Regions from separate parts of the Sus scrofa genome. Here all the other regions are linked to region 2. The links are chromatin contacts, called in public Hi-C maps. All regions are on one chromosome and are shown on one strand. The core of a region is the stretch at or near the end of the contact, and the rest is flanking DNA. Distances in the headings are between cores, read along the strand shown. Region 1 overlaps CLINT1 (clathrin interactor 1). Region 2 has its middle 260 kb from the start of CLINT1. Region 3 overlaps EBF1 (transcription factor COE1).

Region 1 (3,918 bases), core at 467-2,966, 290 kb after region 2:
TCTCTTGTGTCTTTAAGTGTGGATATTCACACAGCAAAACACAACTTTAACCTAAACACATAAGTTTAACCATCTAAAAATAGTGCTAAGTATTTTTTCCTGATCAAAGAATGAAGTCTTTATAATAACTTTAAACAAAAAGTAGAAACCATATGAAAAATACAGACCTATTTGACTTTTTTTTTAAGAAGTAAAATTTTAAGGCTAGGAAAAAGACTTCTTGCTAATAAATCTGTTTCATTTTTCATATTCTTTTATTCACAGTTAGGACTGGATTATGTGTATCCTTTGTCTTTTTCGGGGGGTATTTATTTTAGCAAAGCATATTCTTGAACTTCTAGCAAGAAAAAATAGCATAAGGACTAGTAAAGTTTTTTCTTATTCATTTTACTGATTATTCTTAATGCAGATTGGAAGCAGCATTGACCATCTTGTGAGTAAAAGCTTTATTTTAGCTCTTACTTTCAACCAAGTTTGCCTCTACAACATGGACCCAAACCATTATCAAATAAATTAACTTGATATTTTATCAGCAGTGAGCAGCAAAATAAGCAGAAAATGGGGAATAAAGTGGAAGACCAAAATGAACAGTAATTATTTACAAATTGAATAATCAATCCTTGACTTAACTGAATATCGGCTGTGTTCATATAGCCATAGAAGCATGTGTACAGGACTTGAGGATGGTAACTTGTAGTAGTTGGCATTAAAAATCCAGTGAGTGAGTAGTGCTGGCTTGTTCAGAGTTAAGTATTCTCTTTGGGGACTCTTAGTCCTGCCCTACTTACTATTGCTGGAGTGTTTTGAGGGCAAGTGTAAAAGTGTATGTATAAAAGCACTGTGGATTGATTGTAGTTGTGGATTTTATCCTTATAAAGGCAGTGGTTTAATATTGCTTTAAGGTGAAAACCTTCAGAACGTGAGCAGCTTCTTACATACTTTACTCCGGTCATTCCCTGGTAATTTCCTATAATTTTGTTGGTAGAACAGATCCTTGACATTTGTCTGAATTTTGTGTGTGTTTTAAAAAAACTGGTGAGAGATCCCCCTCTAGTGTCTGAATTATCCATTCTTAAAACAATCATAGGAAGTTTTAGGAATTAAACTAGATTTTTTTTCCTTTCACATCTGGACATAATTTTTTTCTTAACTTTCTTTTTTTGGGGAGAAGGAGGGAGTTATTTTCCTTTCTTTAAAAGGTCACTGGAATTATGGGTAGGGTGTGGATTGAGGGCAACAGAAAACATGGGAAAGGAAGGGTCAAAAATGCCATTTCTACCTTTTTAGAAATAGTTATTTTTAAATGATCTGGAATAAGGCCAAACTATACAGTGTTGTTTTGTTTTAGTTTACATTTGCTTCTGAATTAAGTGCAGCTTAAAAATACTTTGTTTTGGAATTCTTTATGCCATCAGACCTCATCTTAAGAACACTGCAGTTTCTGGAAAGCAACCATTTCATTTAAAATAGAGCCTGATACTCTTCATGGAAGTGTTCTAACTTTGTTACTTTTTGTTATTTTGTTGCCATATTTTACCATGGATATACTTTATATTATGATGGTGTGCTAATGGCAAGGTGTCATTTTACATAGTTCCCATTGTTTTTCAACGGAGGAAATAAGGAAATTCTTAAATTATTGGCTCTCTGCCACCTCACCCTCTTAAACACACAGCACTCAAACACACAGGCCTTCAGTTAAGAATCTTGTGAAGGGTTAGGGAAACAGGACCTTTCTCATTTGACCCATGGGCTTTTGTAGCTTGAACAAGGAAAGTAGTGTTCTAAACGCTACAGCATTTATGAAGGCTCTAGTAAAAATATTTCATGTACGTGGACTAGAGATTAACTCTTTTCATCTTGTTCTCCAACAAATTAAACAATGAAAACAGATTGCAAGTGCATTCTTGGCCATGCAATGCTTGGATGAATTTTAGTCCTAATTGCTATTGTTCATTCCCACAGCTGCATTTTGACACTTCTAACTGCCCAAGTCACGCATTCTTCAGCCAGTAGGATAAACAAAGCATTTTGAAATCCATTACTTTGTGGCATCTTAAGTTGCATGCACATAGGTCATTGGCTGCCTTTATTTTATTTTGGTTCCATTGTTGGCAAAATTAGAAAAAAAAATTATTTCTTTACATTTATACATAAAAAATTTTGTGATAGAATTATAACTGGGTTTTATATAAAAATCCATTAATAGTCTTAAATTTTGAAGGAGGCCATAGAAATAATTTGTATTTTTGTTATCAAACCAGTTAGGAGACAGCTTTTCTCTGAGATTTGAAAGAAAGTAATAGGATTTTGCTTTTCTATTTTAGTAGAACAGTGTTCTGAATGTAAATCTAGAAGCCACATTTATTCTGTGATTTAGCATGTCATTTATATGCATAATGGTTCCTTTAAAATTTGAATACTGTTTATTAATTGAAGTATTTGAAATAAATGTGAAAATTATATTTGAGAAATTTGAGTGCCAATTATAACCAAGCTTTCCTCATTTAAAAAATTGAACTTTGTGATGACTGAAAAACCGTACAATAAAAGTGAGGTATGTGTAACTTAAGTTACCAAATTTTTATTTTTTCACTTTTTCTAAAACTTAAAGTCAGTGATTTGAATTACCATATTCACAGGCATCTGATATAACAATTCCTCAGTAATCGGAGCTTTAGATGTTAAGTTAATACTACTACAGTTTTACATTTTCACAGTATTTATTCCTCAGAATGTCTTTGAATTCTTAAATCCATGTAAGCATGAGAATTTCATTTTTATTTTTATTTTTATTTATTTATTTATTTATTTTTTTGTCTTTTTGCTATTTCTTGGGCCGCTCCCGCGGCATATGGAGGTTCCCAGGCTAGGGGTTGAATCAGAGCTGTAGCCACCGGCCTACACCAGAGCCACAGCAACGCAGGATCCGAGCCACGTCTGCAACCTACACCACAGCTCATGGCAACGCCGGATCGTTAACCCACTGAGCAAGGGCAGGGACCGAACCCGCAACCTCAGGGTTCCTAGTCGGATTCGTTAACCACTGCGCCACGACGGGAACTCCAGAATTTCATTTTTAATAACCAGACATTTTGCCATCTCACGTCTTAAATGCAAGGTGTTCTTTTCAAAGTCAGCTCTTTCTTATAAAAATATTATTTAATATTTCTAGACTCTAATAGGTGATACCATCTCTAGTAATAATAGTTAACATTTATTGAGCACCTCCTATGTCCACTGTACCTTTGTGTACCATTTATTTGATAAGGTTACCCTTGAGGTAGTAGTATTCTTCCTTATTCCCATTTTATGTTTGAGGAAATTGAGATTGAGGGAATTAAAACAGTTTTGCCAAAGATCACGAAGTAATAGAAGTCACGTCTTTCTGATACCTAGAAGCCATGTTCTTGACCACTGCTGAAGTCTTAAATGGAAGGTCTGCTGGGCTGTTATGTAGCCATTAAAAGTGAGAGTTACAGTGACTCTATAGTGACATGAAAATTTGAATGATACCATAAGTGAAAAACAAGGATTGCAGTAAAATGTTCATAGTGGTTCTAAACATCTTTAGAATGTTATCTTTAATTTTTTTCATTGCTTTTTAAAAATATAGTATAAATAATGTTCAGTTTTTATATAATTTTGCACATTAATTTACAGAATTTCTATAAGCAAGAAGGCTAAGACTGCATGTAAACCAAGTCTGGTCAGCACACTGACAACTTAGGTTTATAATAGACTCTATCATGTTCAATTTCCTTTTTAATTTGACCTAAAGCCATTTTCTACTGGATTTATGCCAGCTCTAATGTAATCTCTCATCTGTATTCTTAAAAGGCTAATGGAATAGTAAAATCTTCTTAAAGATAACTTAAATGTGTTATATAGTGTCCTTGGAGTAGCTTGTGCACAAAA
Region 2 (4,055 bases), core at 1,173-3,672:
GTCTAAATATTAAATATTTTAAGCTTTGCAGACCATATATTTTCTCTGTAATATTTTTTTAACAATCCTTTAAAAATGCAAAAAAAAAAAATCATTCTTCACTTGAGCACTCCTTCTGACCCCTGTTCTAGACTCCAAACCTTGGAAGCAGGCTGAAAATGTCCCTCTCCTACCACCTGTCCATCCAATCATCAAAGTCTGGGGGCTTGGGCTGCCTCTCAAAATACCTGTTACATTTTTTTCAGCACCCCACCATCCCTAGTCCAGGCATCTACCATCGCATGCATGCTGTGGTCACCAGAATGGTCTCTCTTACTCCGCAAAGCTGCCCACATGTCACTGCTGTATCCATTTTCACAAACAATGATTTTCACAGAACATTCCCTTGCTAAAATACCTTCAAATCTAAGCTCCTTACTCTGCATTCAGAAGTAATCCCCCAAACACACACACACACAAACACACACACACACACACAAAACACATACACACACAGAGAGAGTTATCAGGTCTTTAATGTTAACAAAAAGAACAGCTAACATTTAGTGAGCATCAAAATGATCTAGACATTCAACTAGTCCCACGGATCATCTCATTTAAGCCATATCAGAACCCTAGGAGATAGGTATGATTATAAGCCCAATTTTATAGATGAGTAACTGGGGCTCAGAGAGGCTAAGAAACATATGCTGTTTTACACAGTAAAGTGGGAGACTAGGAACCAAAGCGTGGCTCTAGGACCCAAGGGTCCCTTCTGTTAACTTCCATCCTATATTACCTTTAACATGTCTCCCGCTCTGTCCTTCTACAACTTCTGCACCAGTGCCACCAAAAAACATCTTCCAAGAGACAGCAAGCAGGTCACCCCACAGGATCAACATCTCAACTCTTTGGGCTGCTAAGGGAAGTGATTGCCCTAGAAGAGAAGCTGCTGCCTCTGAACTTAGAGCACCATAAATCGAGTGGGGATGAGCTTAGGTGTGGACAGTGGGTTCCTTCTGATGTTCCCAATAGCAGGCTGCCAGCCAACAAGTGGGCAGCTCAGAGCAGCTGCATTTCCAACCAGCAGACCAGGGCAAGCTACTAACGTGTGGACACAACCTCTCCACAATTTGCTTAAAAGCCACACTGTGTTTCCTGGACAATGGCCACAGGCCAAAATACACACGTTCCGGTTTTTACGGCTCTAAGGTAAGCATTCTTTCAATGGTTCTCTCCCTGTTCCCTTGCTGTCTAGTGCATTGTGTTTTGCTCGTTCCTTCTCCTTTTTTCTTTTTTCTTTTTTTCCTTCCCAGCTCTGCTCTCTGCCTCCCTTGCTTCAACCCTCCTGCTTCAAAGCTTGCTAGCCATGATCTCAATCTCCTGCCTTGCTTTTCTGCCACCTCTCCATCACAGAGGTTTTCCTCTCCTTTTGGTCAGGTTTTCTCTAATTACTAGACTTCCTCTCCCTCTGTTTTCCTGTTTGCCTGGCAGAGCCTCCTTCCCCTGCCTTTTAAGTTTCCCGGCATTAGCACCGACTTGAAAGCACCACTCTGGCTTCCTGGTCTTCTTGTTCCCCCGCTGGTCCATCCTCTCTCCTCCACCATGGCTTCCCTGCACGGCCCTTTCCTTTCCCTCTGGACACCTGGTCCCATGCGCCCCTCTCACCCTCCCCATCCCCTTCACCCTTCACCTCTGTTCTTTGTTCCTTTGTCTCCTGTCTTTCCTCAGCCCTCCCATCCCTCCTCCTAGGTCCCCTCTCCCGGTTTCCATCCCCCTAACCTTATCTTTGTTTTCCTTCCTTCTGGCTGCTGATAGAGTGGGAGTAGTTGCAGGCTGCATCCCTGATTTCACATGCAGACCCAGAGCCAGCATGTCAGTCTAATATTAACATTGCCCAGAGAAAGGGGGTCTTGGTCCCTATAAGCAATTTCGCCGTGCAGCTTGGAGCTGAGCTAGAAGGCTTTAGAATAAAGCCATGAGAAGTCTGAGGCATCCCGCTTGGCAGGCAGCATGGAGAAAGGACCGTTTCCTTTTCCCACTGATCTCGTTTAAGTCAAGGCCAAAGACCAGGGCTGAGACCAGGGCTGAGACATTTGTAAGTTGTAGCCTTGGGGTGGGACCTCAGTGACCTGCCCTGCTCCTTCACAACACACACACACACACACACCCACACACACACACACACACTTCTTACTCACATCTGTTCAGAGCAAAAGGCCCTGTGAATTTTCACATGTGGTGTATGAAACAAAAAATAAGATCTATAAAGGGAACCAAAACCAGCACAAAGGAGATACTGCTGCTGAGGAAAGGGCTGTGCTCCATCCCCTCTGCCTCTTGCCCCTCAGTTCTTTTCAACTTCAGTCGTTCCTGTTTCCTTGACTGAGCCCCACTGGAGCATAGCGGGCGTCTTTCCTTAGAGGACAGCGCCATCTAGCAGGTGAAATGCCAAACCCTGACCATGGAGCCTGGAAACAAACTAGTCTCCCAACCAGTTCCCAGCTTCCCTGTTTTTAACTGTTGGCCAGTCAAACCCCATTTAGTCTGAAATAGTGATTTAACAATTTGGCCTTGTTGGAGATTTGTCCATTTCCAACCACCTCTATTTCTCCAGGCGTGACTGAGTTTCAGTTTGCGGCCTTAGTTTATCGAAAAGGCAAAAAAGTTCTAGAACCCACAGACTGCCTGATGCTAGGGAGCTTCAGGTGACTTTTCTAAAGAAAAACAAAAAAGAACATCTTAAAAATATCTGAATGGCTCAGGTGCCCTCTGGAACTCCGCAGCAATATTTGCTTCTCTTTCCTTTTTCAATCATTTCATCCCCTTCCTCCCTTTCACAGTTACTGAGTGCCTGCTGTGTACCTGGCACTATGCTAAGTTAAGTAAGAGACAGCTCCTCTCTGCAGAGCATCATAGTCCAATGAACTCAGATGTTAGACCCCTGAGTTTGCAAAACCTCTGATCTGGGATGGGGTCTTTGTAAACCTAGCTGTGCTAAGGGTCCGGGGAATAAAGGAGAGAAGACAGTCCCAACACCCCCACTTTCTACCTCTATCCAAACAGTTTTATGCTTATCCAGGTTTTACTTCTTGAAAATTTTGTTTCAATAAGCTTCTATTTTGAAGCTTAAGAAGTATTTTGAAGACTTCTGCTCCAATCTAAATGTCTCACTCCATGGATTAGGATATGGGGTCCAGAGAAGTTTAAGGACTCATTCAAGGCCATAGAATTAGGGCAATAGCTCTCCAAGTTCTACTTTCCTGGGTCCTTGACAATAAGGACAATGAGACCCACCAGGTCTTTACAGCCAAAGTGAATTCTCTGATTATTTTATATTTTTGTTTGCTTCTCTCCTGGCAAGACTCCATGGAGGCAAGGGATGGTATACAAGCCTCCTAGGACTGCCATAGGCACAGTGGGTGCCTTCAGCAATGAGAGATCTCTTTTCTTATACTTCTGGAGGCTAGAAGTCCAAGATCATGGTGGTGACTTTCTGGAGTTCCCGTCGTGGCACAGTGGAAACGAATCCGACTGGGAACCATGAGGTTGCGGGTTCGATCCCTGTCATCACTCAGTGGGTTAAGGATCCGGCACTGTCACGAGCTGTGGTATAGGTTGCAGACACAGCTCAAATCTGGCATTGCTATGGCTGTGGTGCAGGCCAGTGGCTACAGCCCCGATTCTATCCCTAGCCTGGGAACTTCCATGTGCCATGGGTGTGGCCCTTAAAAATAAATAAATAAATAAATAAAGGTAGTGACTTTCTTCTGAAGGCCACGAGGGAAGAATCGATTCCAGGCCTTTCTCCTCAGCTTGAGGATGTGTCACCATTTCCCTGCATTTTCATGTAATGTTCCCTCTGTGTGTGTTTCTGCCCAAGTTTCCTCTTCTTATAAGGATACCCACCATATTGGATTAGGGCTCTTCCTAATGAACTCATTTTAGCTTAACCCCCTATGTAAAGACCCCATCCCTAAATTCATTCTGAGGTACTAGGGGCTGGGACTTCAACACGAATATTTTGCAGGGACACCATTCAGCCCATAACAGATGGCAAATAGTTTTCATTTCCC
Region 3 (3,873 bases), core at 637-3,136, 480 kb before region 2:
TTTAAAGGGGATTTTGTAAGATATCCATATAAATAATGTATTTATCTTTGGAATTTGTACATTGCTTTCCCCTTCCTTCTTTTCCTCCGACTCCCAATTTATTTTATTGTGTATGTTTGCTATGTGAAAAGTGCGTATTGGTTTGGTCACCTATAGTTGTATTAGCTGTTTCAATGTGATTTTTAAACATTTCATTTATAGTTATTTTTAGTATTGTTTTAAACCATGCTTCATTTTTTAATTTTCATCCAAAAGCCATTGTCTATTTTTGTATTATTTGTAAGTTAAGAAGTTTTTTCCAATATATGGCAAAAAAATAGTAGCATATTATTCTTGTAGCATTTAGTTCCGTAGATTTAAAAAAAATGTATCCTTTGCTTTGGAAGCTTACAGAAAAAAAACAAAAAACAAACAAAAAAAAACAACCCTAATGCTGTTTTACTCTATTAATATGCATGGAACCTCTCCCTTTGGAGTGACGCATTTTGTGCATTAAATTCCGAGGAGAAACTTCATAGAAATCAGTGAACATACTTTCTTTCCTAAGTCTGCTTGTATATTTCCTCTGTCTTTCACATAAATATAAACCAGCAGATTGGATGCCTTAACAATGCAAATCATATTCATTTCACTTGTACATTGTAACTGTGCACCAGAACTGTCAGTCATCACTCACATTCTAAGAAAAAAGAAAAAAAAAAAAAAGAAAAAAAAAGAAATCGAAAAGCACAAAAGAACTGTTTTGTTACCTTAAGACAATGTAACTTTTCTAGTAGAGCAAGAAATTTACAACAATGCTGCAACTGTGCATGCCCCCCTATGGATTTTGCAATGGTTTTCACTAGACTGTCAGAGTGGATTTTTATGGGTTGGGGCGGGTGGGGGGAGGGGTTTGCGGGAGGGAAGGGAGGGGAGGAAAGCTGATTTTTCTTGGTGAGAAATAATAATAATGATGAATAATAATAAAACTGGAAAATGTAAGCAAGGTGGACGCATTGCTTCTCGGTACTCAGAAAGGTTGTCTGAATTCGTGTGGTAAGCGCTGGCCTGAAGATGTGTACAATTTAAAGCCATATTTTGTCTGGTGAGCCCCTTAACTGTTTGTGAAGGACCGGTCAGCCGGTGAGGTATCCGGCTCAGACCCTGACAACAGACGCCACCCATAGTCAGCCATGCGTAGTGGTTAGAACTTATCTTGAAAGTCCAAAGAGCCTTTAAAATGTGTATCATTTGTGTTTTGTTGCCTCTATTTATATTGATTAGATGAAAAGACGTTCTGACCCTCGGACCCTCTTTCTTCTACACAAAACTTTTACAAGTAAATATGTTCCCCTAAATACAGAATATGGCTTTAAGACGAAAATAGAGAATTCAACTAAGATTTTGGTTTTGGGGGAAAAATACAGCTTCTGGATGACTGGATTGCATAACATGCCCTGGCCTCACATTGTACAAGGATGCAGCTTAACAAAGTCATCTCTAAGTCTAACCTTTCACCTTCTTATCAAACTTTTGGAATAGACACACACTGTACAGTTCAATTGTTAGAGAACCTAACTACTGTAGAGATTGTTATAATTTTTTTTTTTTGCAAAAATTCAAGCTGTAAAAACTTTTCAACTTTCACAATATTTAATTAAAGTTACTTCCTGTCTGTGATGGCAGCTCCTAGTTGTGTATTCATTTCTCTATTTCGGATGAGCCCCTGTCCCACATAATGTAAAAAGTCTGTGTTTACAATTACTCAGACCACTGGTGACACCCAGAGAAAGGCAGGGAGAGTAATCCTGGGACACCCACTTTCCCTCTTAGTGGATCCTTGGGGATTTGCTCATCTGGGATGCAAATCGAACACACACAGCATTTTGCTGCCCTCTGCTGGCAGCAGGTAGGCACGCAGTGCCCATAATGGCCCAAGGAGAAGCCAAGAGCTCCAAAGGATCTCCCTAGGCAAGCAATTAGATCCTCCTGAAATGACCCAATTGTGAATCCAGGACCTGGCCACTCTGGAAAGCCATCCTCCGTGCTGCAAGTCTGAATCAAGCTCTTCGCATACAGCTGCTAATTAATCCCACTGAGCCTTCTGGTCAATTAATTACAGGCCCTGGCTCATTGATGAGGCGGCCTGTGTGAACACAGACCCTTCTATGATCTATAGTTTTAAATCACATGTGGATAAGACACTTTTCCTCTTGGATAAAACCAAATTTATCCAGAGTCAAACATTCCACAAACACCCAAGAGGTACATACTCCTGTACAATACTCCATGTTCAATGCTTTCCCTACTTTTGTAGTTACTGAACATGATAAGGTTAATGATGCTTGTAGCTTGGAACAATGCCTTGCAAATTCAGAAAAGAGGCCGTAGATCAACAGAAACTTGACAGCCAGAGCTGATAGGCTGTTCTACAACCATCATCGTGATCATTTGCGTTGGGCATTTTGCTCAGGTCTAGAGCCTAATCTGAGGTAATGAAAGATTGTGATAATACGTAGAGAAGCTACCATCCTTTTCTTATAAAGAAATCTATGTTGATTCATTCGGTCATTCAATATATATTTTTGGAATTCTGTATGAAATACAGAAGATTAAAAAAATGCACAAGAAGCCTCTGCCCTCAGGAAACTCTCAATCTCAGACAAGCTAAATCTATATTCAAAGTTAGTCTAGAATGTTTAGTATGAGACGGTCATGTCATAGTACTTCACAGAATCAAATAGTCAGCCACACCCCTGCTGGTTTCTACTTTCCTTAAGGCCTAGTTCCTGGAAACATTCATTCATTCACGTAAACCTTGAGGGTTTTACTGTGTATCCAGCACCAGGTGAGGCATAGTGGATTCTACAGCAAGCACAGCGACACTGGTCCTGCCCTTGTGAAACTTACAGATGAGTGATGCAAGCAGGCATTAAGTAACCACACAAGTACAAACCAACAAACCAATAACGGCAATGAAGAAAAAACCTAGGATGCTCTGAAAGTATATTACAGTGAGACCTGATTTAACCTGAAGGGTGGGGAAGGTGTCCAGACAAAGTGATGCCTAAGCTGAGATGTGAAGGATGAGGTGGGTGGGTACCTTAAGCAGAGGGAATGAGGGCGGGCGTGAAGATCTGAGCTTTGGCAGTGGATGTGGTGCATCAAGAACAGAAAGGCTGAGTGTGTAGGTGGGAAGGTGGCACGGTGGAGCTTGGGAATTTCTGTTCAGAACATGTCCTAAGGACCTACTAGGTGCTTGGCACTGTACTGAATGCTAGGATGCACTAGGCAAACCAGTCCTAGTTCCAGCCTGGAGTGTCTAATTGTGGCTCATACATGCACTGCTCTGTATTTGTCCCTGGGGACCCTGCTGGGAAACCATGACGTGGGTGAGCTGGGGTGAGGACAGACAAGGAGCACCTCGTTTGCTCCAGGCAGTTGTTCCCACATGGGAATGTGGCCCCAGTGATGCCCATCTTTCATTTTTCAAGAAGGCCAGATATATCATCAGATTTTTTTTTGGGGGGGGGGGAGAGTGTGAAATTCTCATTTTTTAAATGTTGTCATCTAATCTAAAAATAGTGCTTTCAAAACAACTGCATTGGGGAAAAAAAGTTCATGAGCCTCTAAGAAAGTCAGTTTGGGACTTCTGGCCAAAAGACAAGTTACCAAAGGAGATGTTTACCCAGCTTGATTTGAGGGTCCTGGTGCTATGTGCGAGCACAGAGGTTAAGGAAGGCTGCAAAGCAGGGCATGTCTGAGTGGTGTGAAGAGATGCTCTCCAGGCAGATGAGGGAAAATAGGGCAGGGAAGGCCATGCTCAATGCCTTGGAGCTGGCCATGTAAGGAAAATAAAATAAAATGAACCAAAAGGAATAGAAATATGGGAAC

The links. Hi-C and Micro-C count contacts between places; a contact is called where the count stands out from the background.
Region 1: a Hi-C map of mesenteric adipose tissue shows a contact between it and region 2, with 2.2 times the contacts expected there. The contact joins two enhancer-like sites. A contact is called at or near these places in 10 of 47 Hi-C or Micro-C datasets (brain, embryonic fibroblasts, fetal heart ventricle and 5 more) and 1 of 2 datasets of contacts at active chromatin or transcription factors (skeletal muscle).
Region 3: a Hi-C map of subcutaneous adipose tissue shows a contact between it and region 2, with 3 times the contacts expected there. The contact joins two enhancer-like sites. A contact is called at or near these places in 17 of 47 Hi-C or Micro-C datasets (adipocytes, alveolar macrophages, brain and 11 more) and 1 of 2 datasets of contacts at active chromatin or transcription factors (skeletal muscle).

What each region holds. Positions count from the first base shown.
Region 1 is chr16:65,523,310-65,527,227 of Sscrofa11.1, forward strand. The region is part of intron 1 of CLINT1 (clathrin interactor 1); the gene reads left to right. Among named protein-coding and RNA genes, the nearest start is that of CLINT1, 28 kb to the left of the region's middle. Within about 2 kb of position 1,717, at least 22 of the 83 cell types and tissues checked have an H3K27ac peak or open chromatin away from gene starts, as enhancers often do. A contact at or near this core is called in mesenteric adipose tissue, skeletal muscle and subcutaneous adipose tissue, where this site is marked.
Region 2 is chr16:65,234,604-65,238,658 of Sscrofa11.1, forward strand. No RefSeq gene overlaps it. Among named protein-coding and RNA genes, the nearest start is that of CLINT1, 260 kb to the right of the region's middle. Within about 2 kb of position 2,423, at least 10 of the 83 cell types and tissues checked have an H3K27ac peak or open chromatin away from gene starts, as enhancers often do. A contact at or near this core is called in mesenteric adipose tissue, skeletal muscle and subcutaneous adipose tissue, where this site is marked.
Region 3 is chr16:64,751,530-64,755,402 of Sscrofa11.1, forward strand. It overlaps EBF1 (transcription factor COE1), which reads left to right. Exons shown (of 17, transcript XM_005672579.3): 17 at 1-1,659. The region is part of intron 4 of LOC106506547 (a long non-coding RNA gene); the gene reads right to left. Among named protein-coding and RNA genes, the nearest start is that of EBF1, 400 kb to the left of the region's middle. Within about 2 kb of position 1,887, at least 6 of the 83 cell types and tissues checked have an H3K27ac peak or open chromatin away from gene starts, as enhancers often do. A contact at or near this core is called in subcutaneous adipose tissue, where this site is marked.